2 separate regions of the Mus musculus genome follow, and region 1 is linked to region 2. The links are chromatin contacts, called in public Hi-C maps. All regions are on one chromosome and are shown on one strand. The core of a region is the stretch at or near the end of the contact, and the rest is flanking DNA. Distances in the headings are between cores, read along the strand shown.

Evidence for each region. Hi-C and Micro-C count contacts between places; a contact is called where the count stands out from the background.
Region 1: a contact with region 2 is called in a Hi-C map of the N1E-115 cell line, with 3 times the contacts expected there. The contact joins two enhancer-like sites. A contact is called at or near these places in 1 of 15 datasets of contacts at CTCF or cohesin (the NIH/3T3 cell line), 2 of 484 Hi-C or Micro-C datasets (the N1E-115 cell line and cerebral cortex) and 1 of 9 other capture datasets (pancreatic islet).

Annotation. Positions count from the first base shown.
Region 1 is chr13:36,675,978-36,682,760 of GRCm38.p6, forward strand. No RefSeq gene overlaps it. Among named protein-coding and RNA genes, the nearest start is that of Gm26395, 25 kb to the left of the region's middle. Within about 2 kb of position 4,889, at least 4 of the 459 cell types and tissues checked have an H3K27ac peak or open chromatin away from gene starts, as enhancers often do. A contact at or near this core is called in the N1E-115 cell line, where this site is marked.
Region 2 is chr13:36,528,687-36,535,957 of GRCm38.p6, forward strand. The region is part of intron 6 of Fars2 (phenylalanine-tRNA synthetase 2 (mitochondrial)); the gene reads left to right. Among named protein-coding and RNA genes, the nearest start is that of Gm46409, 81 kb to the right of the region's middle. Within about 2 kb of position 3,380, at least 22 of the 459 cell types and tissues checked have an H3K27ac peak or open chromatin away from gene starts, as enhancers often do. A contact at or near this core is called in the N1E-115 cell line, where this site is marked.

The sequences.
Region 1 (6,783 bases), core at 3,639-6,138, 150 kb after region 2:
TTTGCAAAAGGAGAAATACAAATGGCCGTTATGAAAATGCATATTAAAAAAACTGCTTTAAGATTCCATCTTACTGCAGTCAGCATGACTATCATCAGAAATACAAACTACTGTTTGTATACTGTCGATAGGAGTATAAACTATTACAGTCACTTTAGAAATCAGTCTGGAAGTTTCTCAAAAAGCTAGAAACAGATCTATCATATGACCCAGATATACCACTTCTGAGCATATAGCCAAAGAACTTCTATCCTAATACCAAAATAGTTGTACATCCATGTATGTTGCTGTTCTGTTTGCAATTGCTAGATACCATCAGCAAATGGACACATAGTGAAATGTTTTGTGTGTGACACACACACACACACACACACACACACAATGGAATTTTATTTAGCCACAAAATGTATAGTTATGAAATGTGGAGGAAAAAACTGAAACAATTACATGGAATGAAGTAACATGAGCTCAGACGGCAAATGCCAAAATGGTATGGAGCATAGCTTCAAATTCTTAAGCTCTTTAAAAATCTTGAATATCTAGGCATCTGAAAGCAAGAAATGTGTCATGAGTAGTGATGAGGAACAGAAGCCATGGGAGTTGTGTATATAGTAGGATATAGGTGGTATGAAAGCATCTGGGTAGCAAAGTTAAAACAGGAATGATATGATGGGGGAATAAAACAGAGATCAAAATTAAGATGAATGAAAAGGATGCATTAAGAAGCCACATGGAAACCCACTTTATAACCTAATTTTAAGGGAGCAGAGGTACCCATCATGGATGGGTACTTCCAATCCCAGAAGGCATGGGTTATTCAATAAAATTCTCAATACCAGATGTGGGGCACCTTCCCAGAATTGGTGGCTAGAAAGTCCACAGAGGTTCCCAAAGCTATGCTGGTCATGGTCACTGTCATTGATCACCTACCGGTACTGAATGATAAGACCTAATTGCTGAGGACACCCCAGAGCTTGGTTGTGGACTACAGAGAAGCCAAGCTGGAACTAAGCTGGAAGCTTCTTATCTGCTGGCTCATCTGCATAGTGCTAGAAGTTGCTACCCAGGAAGCAAAGTCAGCACTAGCACCCCATGGCTTTATACCTTCTACCCTACAAACACTAAGTTGCTAAACAAGAAGTGAACATTTCTGCCAGAGTGTCATGGCTGCTATGGGGGTGATCAATGGACTCCTTATAGGATCTGAGACCTGCTCCCCGGGAGTAGCTCATGGCTGGTACTGTAGACTTGGTCAAAGGCCCATAAGTAGGGAATATAGTGCTGAACCTACTATTTTTGTTTTGTTAAGTGGACATTTGTCAAATTATCTCTTAAATATTTATACCTATCGGCTATTACTTTGCAGTCAATAGCTATTAATGTAGAGACTCATGACTGGTTAAGGTACTGGGTACAAGTCAATGTGTTTTGCCTTAAACCGAACACCCATATTTCCCCCATGCAAAGGTCAGAGAACATCATAGAAGGAGGATAAAAAGAATGCAAGAACTACACATCGAGAGAAAGGTTTGTGAAATGCTGTCTTATTGGCTAAAGCACTCATGACCTCAAAATAGCTGCAGGTAACTGCATAGAGCATCCACAAGAATGAGCCAATAAACCTTCAATCATAGTTTGGTAAGGGACAAATGGAGTCCTACTCCTGGGAGTCTATAGGGGTGACTCTAGCTGAGACTTCTAGCAGTGGGAGATATGCCTCCTGAAGTGGCTACTTCCTGTAGCCAGGCAGGACTCCCAGTGGAGGGCTAAGGATAACAACCCACCCACAAAACCTTCAGCCCAAAATGTGTCCTGCCTACAAGATGTATAGGGATCAATATGGAACAGAGACAGAGGGAATAGTCAACCAAAGACTTGTCCAAATTGAGACCTATTTCATTGGGCAAGAATTAATCTCTGACACTATTTATGATACTCTGTTATGCTTGCTGACAGTGCCCTAGGATAACTGTCATCTGAGAGGCACCACCCAGCCTCCAATAGAAACCAATGTAGAGGCCCACACCCAGACATTAAATGGAGCTCTGGGAGTCTGATGGAAGACTTGGGGGAAGGATTGAGGGGCCCAAAGAGGATAGGGACTCACAGGAAGACCAACAGAATCAACTAACCTGGAACCTTGGGTGCTCACAGAGACTGAACCACCAACCAAAGAGTGAGCGTGGGCTGGACCTAGACCACCCCTGCCTATATACGTAGCAGATATGTAGCTTGGTCTTCATGCAGGTTCCCCAACAACTGCAGTGACAGCTGTCCCTAAACATGTTGCCTGCCTATGGATCCCATTCCCCTAACTGGGCCACCTTATCTGGCCTCAGTGAGAGAGGATGTGCCTATTCCTGTGGTGACTTGATGTGCCAGAGAGGGGTAATACTCAGGGGTGGCCTCCTTCTTCTCAGAGGAGAGGGGAAAGAGGAATGGGAGAAGAGCTATGGGGAAACTGGAAGGTGAGGGGGAGGGCTAGTATTGGGATATAAAGTGAGTGAGTAGATAGATAGATAGATAGATAGATAGATAGATAGATAGATAAATTAGTGGTCACAAGGCAAAGGTAGAAAGAGCAAAACCCATGATGGTTTGATAAGGTCTTGGGATGTGGGGATAAGGAAGGATATGAAGTAGTGGGTGCTAGAGGAGGATAAGAGGGTGGAGGTATGAATGTGGCCAGAATGTATTATATACATGCATGAAATGATCAAAGAATAGATTAATGAAAAAACTGAGAAGAAGAAAATTTTTCTTTAAAAGCCTTTTTGTTTGAATTGGACTATTATGAGAATTATCTGGTCATTAGTAAGGCACTTGTGATTGTGGTAAAGAATTCTAGAATACTTTTGTTACTCATGTCCTTTCTGCACATACCTTACAGTTTGAAGGGAAGGCTATAGGAATGCAGATATGATTTTTTTTTGGTTGCTTGCTCTATTAGCAAGCATTTTTAAGGTCCAAGGGGAAGTAGTTCAGGTGGTAGAATACTTATCGATTATGCACAGGGCCCTGGGTTTATTCCAGTGCTATATAAACTGGCTGTGGTGGTAACCTCCACCTTTGGGATTTAGATCAGAATTTAAAGATCATCCTTGGATATATATCATGTTTTAGGCAAACCTGGGTTAGGGATAACTGTGTTATCAAAAAAGAATGGTAGTGGTGCATCACTAGGTAGGGTGTTCCAGTGTCCAAGGCTCTATTGGAGGAACACAGGATGTTTAAGCAGCCATTGCAGTGGGTGCTCACAGGTAACACAATATCTGGCTGGGAGAATGGTGCCCAGCTTCCTGCCTATCACAGAGTAGACAAGAAAAAGTGACTCCTTCAATGCATATTTGGAATTACACCAATCCAAAGAAAAATTACACCAATTGTCAGAGCACAAGACAAGTTCTCTCATATACAGTTTGTGGATGAGTTTTATGCAAACCAAAGACAGGGTGCACCCAAGTCCACCTGTCAGCTGAGTCACATCCCCCCTTCTTCAAGTCAAGGCCGCTTACAGCTAGATAACCAAACAGTGGTGAGTCTGCCCAAGCAGGAAACACTTCAAAGGCTTCACAGACATGTGACATTTTGTCCCAATTCTGTCTTTCTCTTAGTCCTCTCTGAATGGCAGACTTTGGAATCAAATCCCAATTCTGCCACTCAACATTTGAGCATTCTTAATGAGCTTCAGTTTCCCTATCTACAAAAGCAGGAAAGCAATGGGCTCCAGCTCTTTGAGTGGTTGTAAGGATTAAATGATCAGTCCAATAAAAATGTTTGAGCATTGCCTGGCTCATAGAATTCATCGCACATGTTAGCTGTGGTTATTATTCCAGACATTTTTGGACTTGGTCATCTTAGCATAGTTCTGTATTCTACTGAATCTAACAGGGGCAGGGGATGTTTAGCAGGAAGGATGGGCAGGAAACTGATGGAAAGCTGGAGATGAAGGGGATGAATAAAATCTAAAAATGTATGGAAAAAAAGTCAGAAGGAAACATGATGATGGGTAAGCTCATGATGACTGGTAAGCTAATTAGCAAGGAAACAAGGAAAACGGAAACTTAAACGGAATTGCACAGCATGGATAATGCCCTACTTAAATGCCTGCTCTCATAAATAATAGACTGTTAGACGAACATCTCAGTAACAGGCACAGGGTACCTCTTTCTGAGTTAACCACTCTATGAGTTAATCAGAGAGGCCTAATCAAATTGAGTTGCAGACATTAAAGAGAATGAACCATCTCTTTTTGTAGATCTGCAGGTCTACTGATGTAGATTGATCTTCAAACTGTAAGAAATGCAATTAACAAAGGAACTACAAATGCATTTTTGTTTAAATGTACATAGTATGTTTCTTGCTGGAAGCCACATGCATGGTGGTGGGAGGGGCACTAGGTGAGAGGTTGAGAAGCTGAACTTTAACAATGTGGTTTAGCTATTCAGTGTTTGGATACATGAAACATATTCCTTATATGAATAAATAAGTATGTTATTAAGACCACAGAAGAGGGGCTGGAGAGATGGGTCAGTGGTTAAGAGCTCTGGCTGACTGCTTTTGAAGAGGACCCTGGTTTGGTTCCCAGAACCTACATCAGTCAGTTCATGATCTATACTCCAGTTCCAGGGAACTCAATGCCATCTTCTGGCCTTAACAGGCATTTACATGCACATGTTGTACATTGCACATAAAAACTCAACATGTTACATACATACATAAATGCACACACATATGCCTATAAATTAAAACACCAACAATAATAAAAATAAAACTTTAAAACCATAGAAGAAAAAAAATGGACACATCTCAAGGGAATATATGTACTTGCTCAAGTGCACAGACATCTTCTTGTGTCCCTTTCCTGTGATTGCTGTGGGATTGCACTGGCCCACAGTCCAAGTCTGATATCATTCAGTAACTTGCACAACAGGACGTGGTTAGTCAGAAGCATAGGAAAGTAATGAGAAACAAACTGATCAGGAACATAAACATTACTCTTACTCTACACACATGCATCAAAAGATGCCTCACAAGATCTGACATGGCATCCTCCTGGTCCTCATTCTTTATAGCATGTGAAAAATACATGACATTAAACAGGAGTCATGTAGTGATGTTTCTCGCCAGTTTGCCTTTTACTTATTTGGTCTGGCAGGGTTTCCTCATACCAACAGCGGAACCTGGTTATTCATGAAATCAATAAATCGCTCTGCTGGTCACCTAGCACATCACCGATCCCGCAGGTGAGAAGCAGTCCCCACTGAAAATTAACGTCAACATCAGGGCGCATCTGATTTTTTTATTTGGGACTTTTCTGTAAAATCACTTCTTTTCAACCTTTCCAATTCAGTCCATCCTAATAACATATAATATGTCACTTCTGATGGCTGGTCACAGGTTCTGCTAATTTGACCTGCTTCTGCTGGTTAGAATGCCTGCTTGTTTCCATCAGTGCTTCCTAATGTACAGATGGAATTTAGTTCATGCCATGCAGCCATTATTTAATCACATTGTCCCAAACATACCCGGTACACTTGATAACAATCTAGCCAGCTGTTTTTATTTGATAGGTTGGTAGAAAAACATGTAAACTTCATCTTTGTTTAAATGTCTTCTGTTTACCTTGCAGTGCATTATTTATGACAAAGATCTATAACCCTTTCTCTTTCCTGGCCATTTGGAAATGAAACAACAAAATCATATAAATAACCCCATTTTGCCTACTTTAATACCATAATGAGTAGTTAAACTCCAAATGTCTGTGATTACACAATCCATTTGAAACCACACAGCAGGCGGGCTTCTTTGTAGTTTGTTAATCAAGACTTATGTAATTCATTTAAAGAAGAAATCACAGGTTAATTATTAAATGGAAAAGACAATCATTTTAAGATTGTAGCTAACAGCACATGGCACAGTTTGGTTATCTATAAAGATATTTCTTTACTCTCAGTTACTTTGCCTGTAATTTGATTTTTTTTAAGTGTCAAAAATTGTGCTAAAATTTCTAAAGGATGTTCTTCGAGATTTTACATTCCTTCTCAAACAGTTTTGAGAAGGAAAAGCACTCGTGCCAGGCTATCCCAAAGGATACAGGAACATGACTCGACTAGAGGCAATCTGGGACATCTGCATGGTGAAGGTCACCCACCTCATCTTCCTCCACTCTCTGCCTCATAACCCACAGAACATACAGTGGTCCCTTGTGAAACTATAGAGTGTGTTTAGTGCCCTTCTGAATTTGATTTTTCATAATTGCTGACCATTTAGTAATGACATGACAAGTATTATTAAGCACAGGTAGGTCCTAAGACACTTGATGTGTGAGCAAATAACAATTGTCATTGATACTACTTGGAAAACAACAAAAACAAAAAACCAACTCTTGCTGCTAATAAGAAAACAAGCCAGTTCTCATCCAGAAGGGTCATCAGACTCTGTGACCAAAATGGAGTCAGCTGGAATGTCTACTTGAGGGCAGAGCTGATGCCATAGAAATGAGACAAAGATGGATGTCATCAACCCCGAGCTTCCCAATGAAGTGTCCCATTCCCTGAGGATCCTCAGGCACACCCATGTCTGAACTTACTGTGAACCTTCCCCTCCAGCATCCCTCTTTCCAGCACATTGTCCAAGATATTCGTGTTCTGCTCTAATGTGCCCTTTTTTACACCATCGTTTCCATTGTAATTTAATGCTCAGCCTTGAAGTGTTGACAAGTGGTGGAGCCTTTAAGAGACCATTGGTCATGAGGGTTTCATTCTCATGAGTATATCGATG
Region 2 (7,271 bases), core at 2,130-4,629:
CCTGCATGGGAGTTGTCTTTCTCCAGGCAGAAACTGTCAGAGGAACCATCTGGTCCAGTTTCTTATGACTGACTCGTAGGAACAGCAATCCCTCTGGGAGCTAGGAAGCTTGGCAGTGGCGGGGAGACACTTATCTGTGGCTAGCTCCTCGTCTAGCTGACAACTACAGAAACGCACAGCTCTGAAGGGCCTCCAGGGAACACTAGGGCAAGAAGACAAAGTGTTCTGAAACTCAGGCGGCAGGCCTCTTTGCTATTGTTACAGTTTGATATAAAATGTCTTCCAGAGCTTCATGTGTTGAAGGCTTAGTTGCCAGCCTTTTGGGGAACTGTATCCTAAGGGCTCTGACCTAATCAGTAATCTTTTGATATATTTATATTATGACACTATTAGAAGGTGATGTAAGCCAAGAGATTGGCCATGTAGTTCTGCTACATCTTGCCCTGGGCCCTTCCTCTAACTCCTGTCTCTACTTCCTGTCTGCCATAACATAAGCCTCCGTCTGTCCAATGCACAAAACCAAGTAACCATGGACCAAACCCTCTGAAACCATGAACCAAACAATTTTTTTCTCCCATTATGTCTGTCTGGTGTTTGGTCATGGCTGTGCAAAAGTGACCGATACAGCTGTGGGAGGGGTGGCATGAGGATGGCACCAAAGGCCTTAGTATCTGATGGATGACTGACTGGAGACCCACTGGACAGAGGGTGACTCTTTGATCTTCCAAGCAATAACTTGCGCTGGTGAAGCTAGCCTGATGCTCTCCATTCTTCTAGTATCCCCTCACAGCATTACGTCAGTATCACCTCATGCCCGCCTCAGCCCTTCCATTTCATTCTTTGCAGATGTTAGATTCCTCCAGAATCTCCCTTCCCCCTGTTTAGTCTTGGGATATTAGAGCCAGAAAAAAAGTTAAAGCTCACTTAGCCCACCTCTCACTGCTAAGGAAAATGAGACCACACAAGGTGACTCACCCAATCTTGCCTGTCACTGCCCTGGCTCAAGAGCCTGGGCTCCACCTCCCACCCAGCAAATCTTATTACCAGAATTTCTTCTTTATTTTTTCTCTGTGATTGTTTATAGCAGGAAATGCAGTAGTCTGGTTTACTTAGTGTCTGGATCGCTTATTCAGACCAGGCCCAAGTCTGTGCTTCATGCTTTGTCAGAAATAGCTCTGGCTATCCTCAGACCAGTGTCAGATTCCAGATTCATTAAAGAGGTTAAACATTGACTGGCTAGGATTGTGTGTGCAACGGAGGAGTAGGACCCACTCCTGTTAGCTTAACTTCCAGCAGTTTTAGTTATATGATGTCGACTATAATCCAAAATGTTAAAATTCCAGGAGTAGTATAAAGTTTTGTGCTATGTCGCCCATGGTCTGTTCAGCATCTCTATGCTATGTACACTGCCCACCCATCCATCATCTAGCTGTTCTCTCACATATCAGATCAGCTGTGTGATATAAGTTCTTGAGTCAAATAGACTTTAATTTAATAAAGGCCCAAAGCTCAAGAGCACCAACAGTGGAAATTTTTTGTTACATAGTTGCAACTGCAATTGTTCCATTTTACTATTTTTATCCTTTTATTAAAAAATATTTTAATTGATTCTTTGATCATATTATGCACCCCAGCCCTACACATCTCCCTATCCCTTAATATCTACCCTCCCTTAATATCTACCCTTTGCTCTTGAATTCCCCTGCCCCCAATAAAAAACACAAACAAACAAAAAACATCGAAAAACATCTCATCATGCAAGTTGTAGTAGTATGCCACAGTGTGTCTCACAATATATCCCTCTGTCCACACACCTTCACTTGCTGATGTTCATCACAATGAATCATTTGGTCTGGTTCGAGATCTCTGTTTCTGTGACACCATCACTATTGGCTCCTCCTTGGGACTCCTCCCAGTTCTCCTGTTGTTGCCCTTCGTCATGGAGATCCTGCAGCTTTAGAAAAGCAGGAATGGCCCATTCACGTATCTCAACCATTTGCAAGTGATATAGATTTTGGGGTGGGCCAATTCAGAGCTCTGGATATGGGCCTGGTGGCAGCTGTGCCAGTCAGTGAGCCACCGGGGTGAGTTCTCTAGCACTGTTCTGGCCAGGCCACCCAATGCCACCATTGGCAGGAGGCAGGGTCATTTCTTCTGCTCTCATGGTCTCCGGCCAGCTCACCAGCACTCATGCCTCCAGAGACAACTCCACTGTGCTGCCCAGTCATAGCAGGAGGGGCTGTGGGGAGCACTTTTCCAAGTGCTGTAGCCTGCAAGGGGCTGGGCCAACTCTCCTACTCTCACACCCCCTGAGCTGGCTCACCCTTGACTTCACCATCAGGGCCAGCTCTCCAGAGCACTACAGCCAGTGAGGGGGCAGAGCTAGTTCTCCTCTGGGCCAGCTCTCAGTATTGCTCATAGGAAGGGGGAGGGACCCATGCCACCTCTTGACAGGTGAGTTGTAGAACCAGCTCTCCTACACTCTCTCCTAGGGTCAGTTCTCCTGTCTGCCTTCAGTAGTGAGGGGGTGGAAGGCATCTTCCCCCATCCAAGACCACTTCATAGCAGAGAAGTGATAGGGTCAGCTCTCCCTCACTGATACCCTCCAGCAATTAACCCACACCCCATCCGGGACAGCTCACTGGGACAAGCTCTTCCATCTGCCTCAGATGGTGAGGGGTGAGGGTTGGGGGGGGGTTCGCCTCTCATGTACTTAAACTTTAAATTTAAATCAAATTTCATCACAGGTACCCCAGTCATACTTTAGAAAAATGTATCTATAGTGTTTGTTGCTATTGCTGGTACTGGGCAGTCACTGTGGTCTTGGAATGTGTCCCCACCACTGAGTAGATAATCCACTCTTGATGGGCAGGCTCTGAAATAATTGCTGTATAGTGTGTCCATCTAGTCCTCAGAGATAGAAGAAGGAAATGGAGGTCTTGCTTCATAGGCAAGAACTCCAAGGCACAAGAGGTCATGCAGGGGCCCTAGATCTCACAGCAAAGAGAACGGGAATTGGAACCAGCTTTCTCTCAACTACAAAGTCAGGTGCTTCTCCATTCTCCCACAGCCTGGCAGCTCTCGGTCCTGTCCTTGGAAGTAACATCGAGCTGTCTCCCTCCCTCCCTCGTCTTGCCGCCCGTGCTTCTTGTCTGGCTTCCACGAGCTTCTGGATACATTGAATGAACTTGCTTTCTCCACTGAGCAGAAGAGTGATAACATGGGGCATCGGGCTGAACCTTTGTCTCTGACAAGCAGGAACTAGTTGACTACAAAGCCAAGGATCCAGCTTTCTCACTCTGTCAGTGGAACTCTTCTGGACAGCATCTTTCTGCACTGAGTAATCTCTGTGTGGATGGATAGGCAGTGTCTGCAGTGCCCACTGGTCATGCCTCGTCTATTCTGGGAGGTGTCAGGCATACCATCCAAGAACACAGAGTAGCTGCTCTGTCACAGATGGAAAAGCAGACTATTGTGGATGCTGTAGGAGATAGGTTTGGGCTGCATGTGAGGAAGGGTTTTATTTCAAGTTCAGAGCTAGTTTGGTTGCCACGGTGAACCCAGTGGTTGTATAATAGAAGTCTTCCCTCCCTCACCAAGACTCTGACCCATTGTTCCTTCTTTCCAGGCGGCTCCATAGCCCTGTACCCCTTCAGAAAATACCCCCCATACTTTGAGCTGGGGGGAGCACTAGTTAATCTTCAAGTAGTTCTGATGATGGTTCACTTTATTACTCTTTCTATTTTGTTTTAAGATATTTATTGCTCAGCTTTTTCACATTAAGACTGACACAAATATGAATATTTACAGGATGCAGTAAAATATTTTGAGCTATGTGTAATGATACAGTAATCAAGGTGCTTGGCATATCCGTCACCTCAGACATTCGTCATCTCTTTGTTTTGAGAACATTTAAAGTCCTCTTGTAGATAATGTAAAATATTCAAAACAGGGTCACTAGCCAGGGTCATCTGCTTTGCCACAGATCACTAGAGCCTGCTCCTTTCACCTTCCATAACTTTGTTGATCTTTCATCCCCACCCCAGCCTCTGGCAGCCCCCGCCCCTATTTTTTTTGTGAGACCAGCTTCTTTAGGCCCCACAAATAAGAGAGAGCACACACTGTGTCCCTTCTGTAATTGTCTTACTCCACTGAGCATAGCATCCTCGGGACCACCCATGCTGCTGCGATGACACCATCGCACCTTTTTAAAGACTGAGTAGTATTCCATTGAGTAAGTGTTCTTGATTTCTTCTTCCATTCACCCCCTGCCGGATGCTTGTGGTAATCTCATATCTTGGCTTTATGAATACTGTGCCAATAAGCATGGGGTCCAGGTCCTCTCAACACCTGTTAAAACCTCCTTTGGATGCATACCCTGAAGGGGATTGCTAAACCCTTTTAGGCATAAGCTTGACAGTCCTTTCACTGATCCAGACTTGACTGTTCTCAATCCCACGCAGCTTTCTCTTTGGTCTAAAGTTAGGAGTCTCGGAGGAGGAGGCACTAAAACAGAATCCCCCTCTGCTGGCTTGTCCCGCTGGCCTGCCTCCTCTCCCCATAGTTCACATGGGATTGCCCATCCTGGTTCTCAGTTTCTGCCTGAGCATCCGGACTTGGGTGGGAGGTGGAATTGGGTAAGCCTTGACGTTCAGAGTGGAGCAGGGAACAGGACCAAGGTGAAAGCAAGTCATGTGTTTTGTTTCCCCTAGTTGGACCCTGAAAGGGGGTGGGGGTGATGTCAGGCTGGTTGGGAGAAGCACAAGATGTTGTGGTATTGGCACAGCAGACCATCCTGAATCACTCAGGAGCAGACAAGGATGGTCACGTATGGCTGCCTGTGTCCAGTGTCTACAGGCAGAATGACCCAGATTTCTTTTTTGGTTTCTTCAGTGTCCAACTCTGTAACTAGACGAATAGCACCATGCCAGTGCACATGGTATCTCCCATGTGCTGACGAGGAGACCCTTAGATATCCCTGTCGCCTGCAGAGTGGCACAGCTGGCTTTACCGCCAAGTGGCTGCCAGCCCTCTTACTGCCAACTGGCCCACTGCTGGATGACAGATTCTCTGTGCTCCTTTCTGTCAAGCTCAGTGCCTGCAAGATGCTTTTTGTTGAATGACTGACTAACGAAGTCTATAAACGAATAGTCCCGGTTGAAAACACTGTAAGGTACTTATTAAAATCTCTGTTTTTTTTAAAAAAAAAAAAGGCAAAATGCCAAGTTCTAGCCAGCAACCACACATTGTACAATCAGCCAGTATTACAAGGCAATGGAAATTGGTTTTTTTTTTTTTTTCATTCTTTTCCACCTTGTCAGCAAAGGGATTTGACCTCCTTAACTGAACAATAGATAATCTTGTTTATTTTTCTCACAAGTAGAAACTGTGGAGTACATGAAAGTGAACTTTGATTTGCCTATGAAGCTCCAGATTATACAGCCGACTCGACTCATCCCAAACGCTGGGCCCTATGGGTTGGACAGAAAGCCATGGCAACCGCCTGCCGCCCAGACCCAGTACTGCACCAGTAGGGAAGACCTCTGTCAGTGCATTCCTTGTCTATGTGTCCTGGTCATCCGGGTCATCCCTGTGTCCTCTCTAAGTCAGACAAGCTTATTCTGTGTCTTGCTTAGTCATTTTAAAACTATATTGCTGCTTAGAGGAAGTTAGATGTGTTCGCTTTCTGTCACTATGAGAAATGCCTGAGAAATGAGGAAGTGTTTATTTGGGCCTGTAGTCTAGAGCCTTCAGTCCATGAGCAATTGACTCGTTAGTTTTGAGCCTGTGGAAGCATGTTAGAGTGGGAGCATATGATCAGAGAGACTTATTTACCCTATGCTGGGTTTGAAAAGAGAAAGAAGGAGCTGCGTGCCCCTTATCTGCCCTCTAGGAACCTGTCCCCAGTAAACTTAAGCACCCTGCTACAGCTTACATCTTAAAGGCCCCACTACCTCCCAGTAACCAGGGCCTTTGGTGAGATTCAGGATCCGAGTCATAGGAAGAGCTCAGAGGTGAAGGGGAGGAGGATGCTTGACAGAGCTCTTGAGTGTGGTGGGAAAGACTGTTCTGAAACCACACTCTCTATGCTTCATTTCTATCCTATTGAAATGAAATTCACATAACATGAAATTAGTCATTTTGAAAGTATACAGTTCAGTGCCATAGGGCAGTTCTCTAGTCTGGATGTCTGGATGTTTCAGACAGTGGGACCATGCAGTGTGTGGTATGCAGCTTCTACTACTTTGGTTTTGAAGTTCACCTAGTTTCCACTCATTGGAATTACATTCTCTGCCTATACTAAATCTGTTAATATCCATCCATTTGTTGGTAATGACTGAACATACAGCTTTTAGGAAAATCAATCTCTCTCTCTCTCTCTCTCTCTCTCTCTCTCTCTCTCTCTCTCTCTCTCTCTCTCCCTCTCTGTCCCCTACTGCCCCTCTTTATGGGGGTGGGGCAGGAATTGAACCTGTGGCCTCATACATCATTGGTAAACTCTACCACTGAACTATAGGCCCTGCCCTCTTTTTCCTTTTCGTTCTGACACAGGGGCTCATGCAGTTGCCAGGGCTGGCCTTGAACTTGCTCTGTAGTTCAGTCGCTCATTGACCTTGTGAACCTTTTGCCTTAGCCTCGCCAGCTACCTGAGGGTACAGACATGATCACAAGGCTCAGCAGCAAACTTTTGTCTGACTTTTAGTTTGAGCAGCCGCCGCTTTCCATTCTCTGGGACATAAACCTAGAAATCATTGGATTATGTAGCAACTCTACATTTAGTGGTTTGGAAACCCACTGCACCTTTTCATAGCAACACACACTATTTCATATCCCTGCCGTGTTGCCTGGCCCTAACTCCACTCCTATAACACTGTCCTGCTGTTCGAACTTGGACAAGTCCCTTCTGCCTTCTGAGCTCACAGCTGTATCTTGGGGACAGTCTGCCTAGTGAAGATGTCAGTCAGAGTGAACTTATGTGTCCAGTGAAAGACTGGGGAGCACTAGGGCTAAAAGGCTGCCGTGAAGGGTGTGATGCAGTAAAGAGCTCTGGTCCAAATCCAAAAGTACCCTCCCTTCAGGGAGTCCTAGTCCTTACATGTTTGGCAATTTGCCACAGCTCCATCAGCCCATGGTTTGCAAGGCAAACCAATCTCTGGGGCTAAACAGACCTAGTTCTTCTTATTACTGAAGTCAATTCATGACTTGGGCTAGGGTGGGGAAGTAAGAAAGGATAGAAGGAAAGCATTTTTCTTTCATCTAAAATGGACTGC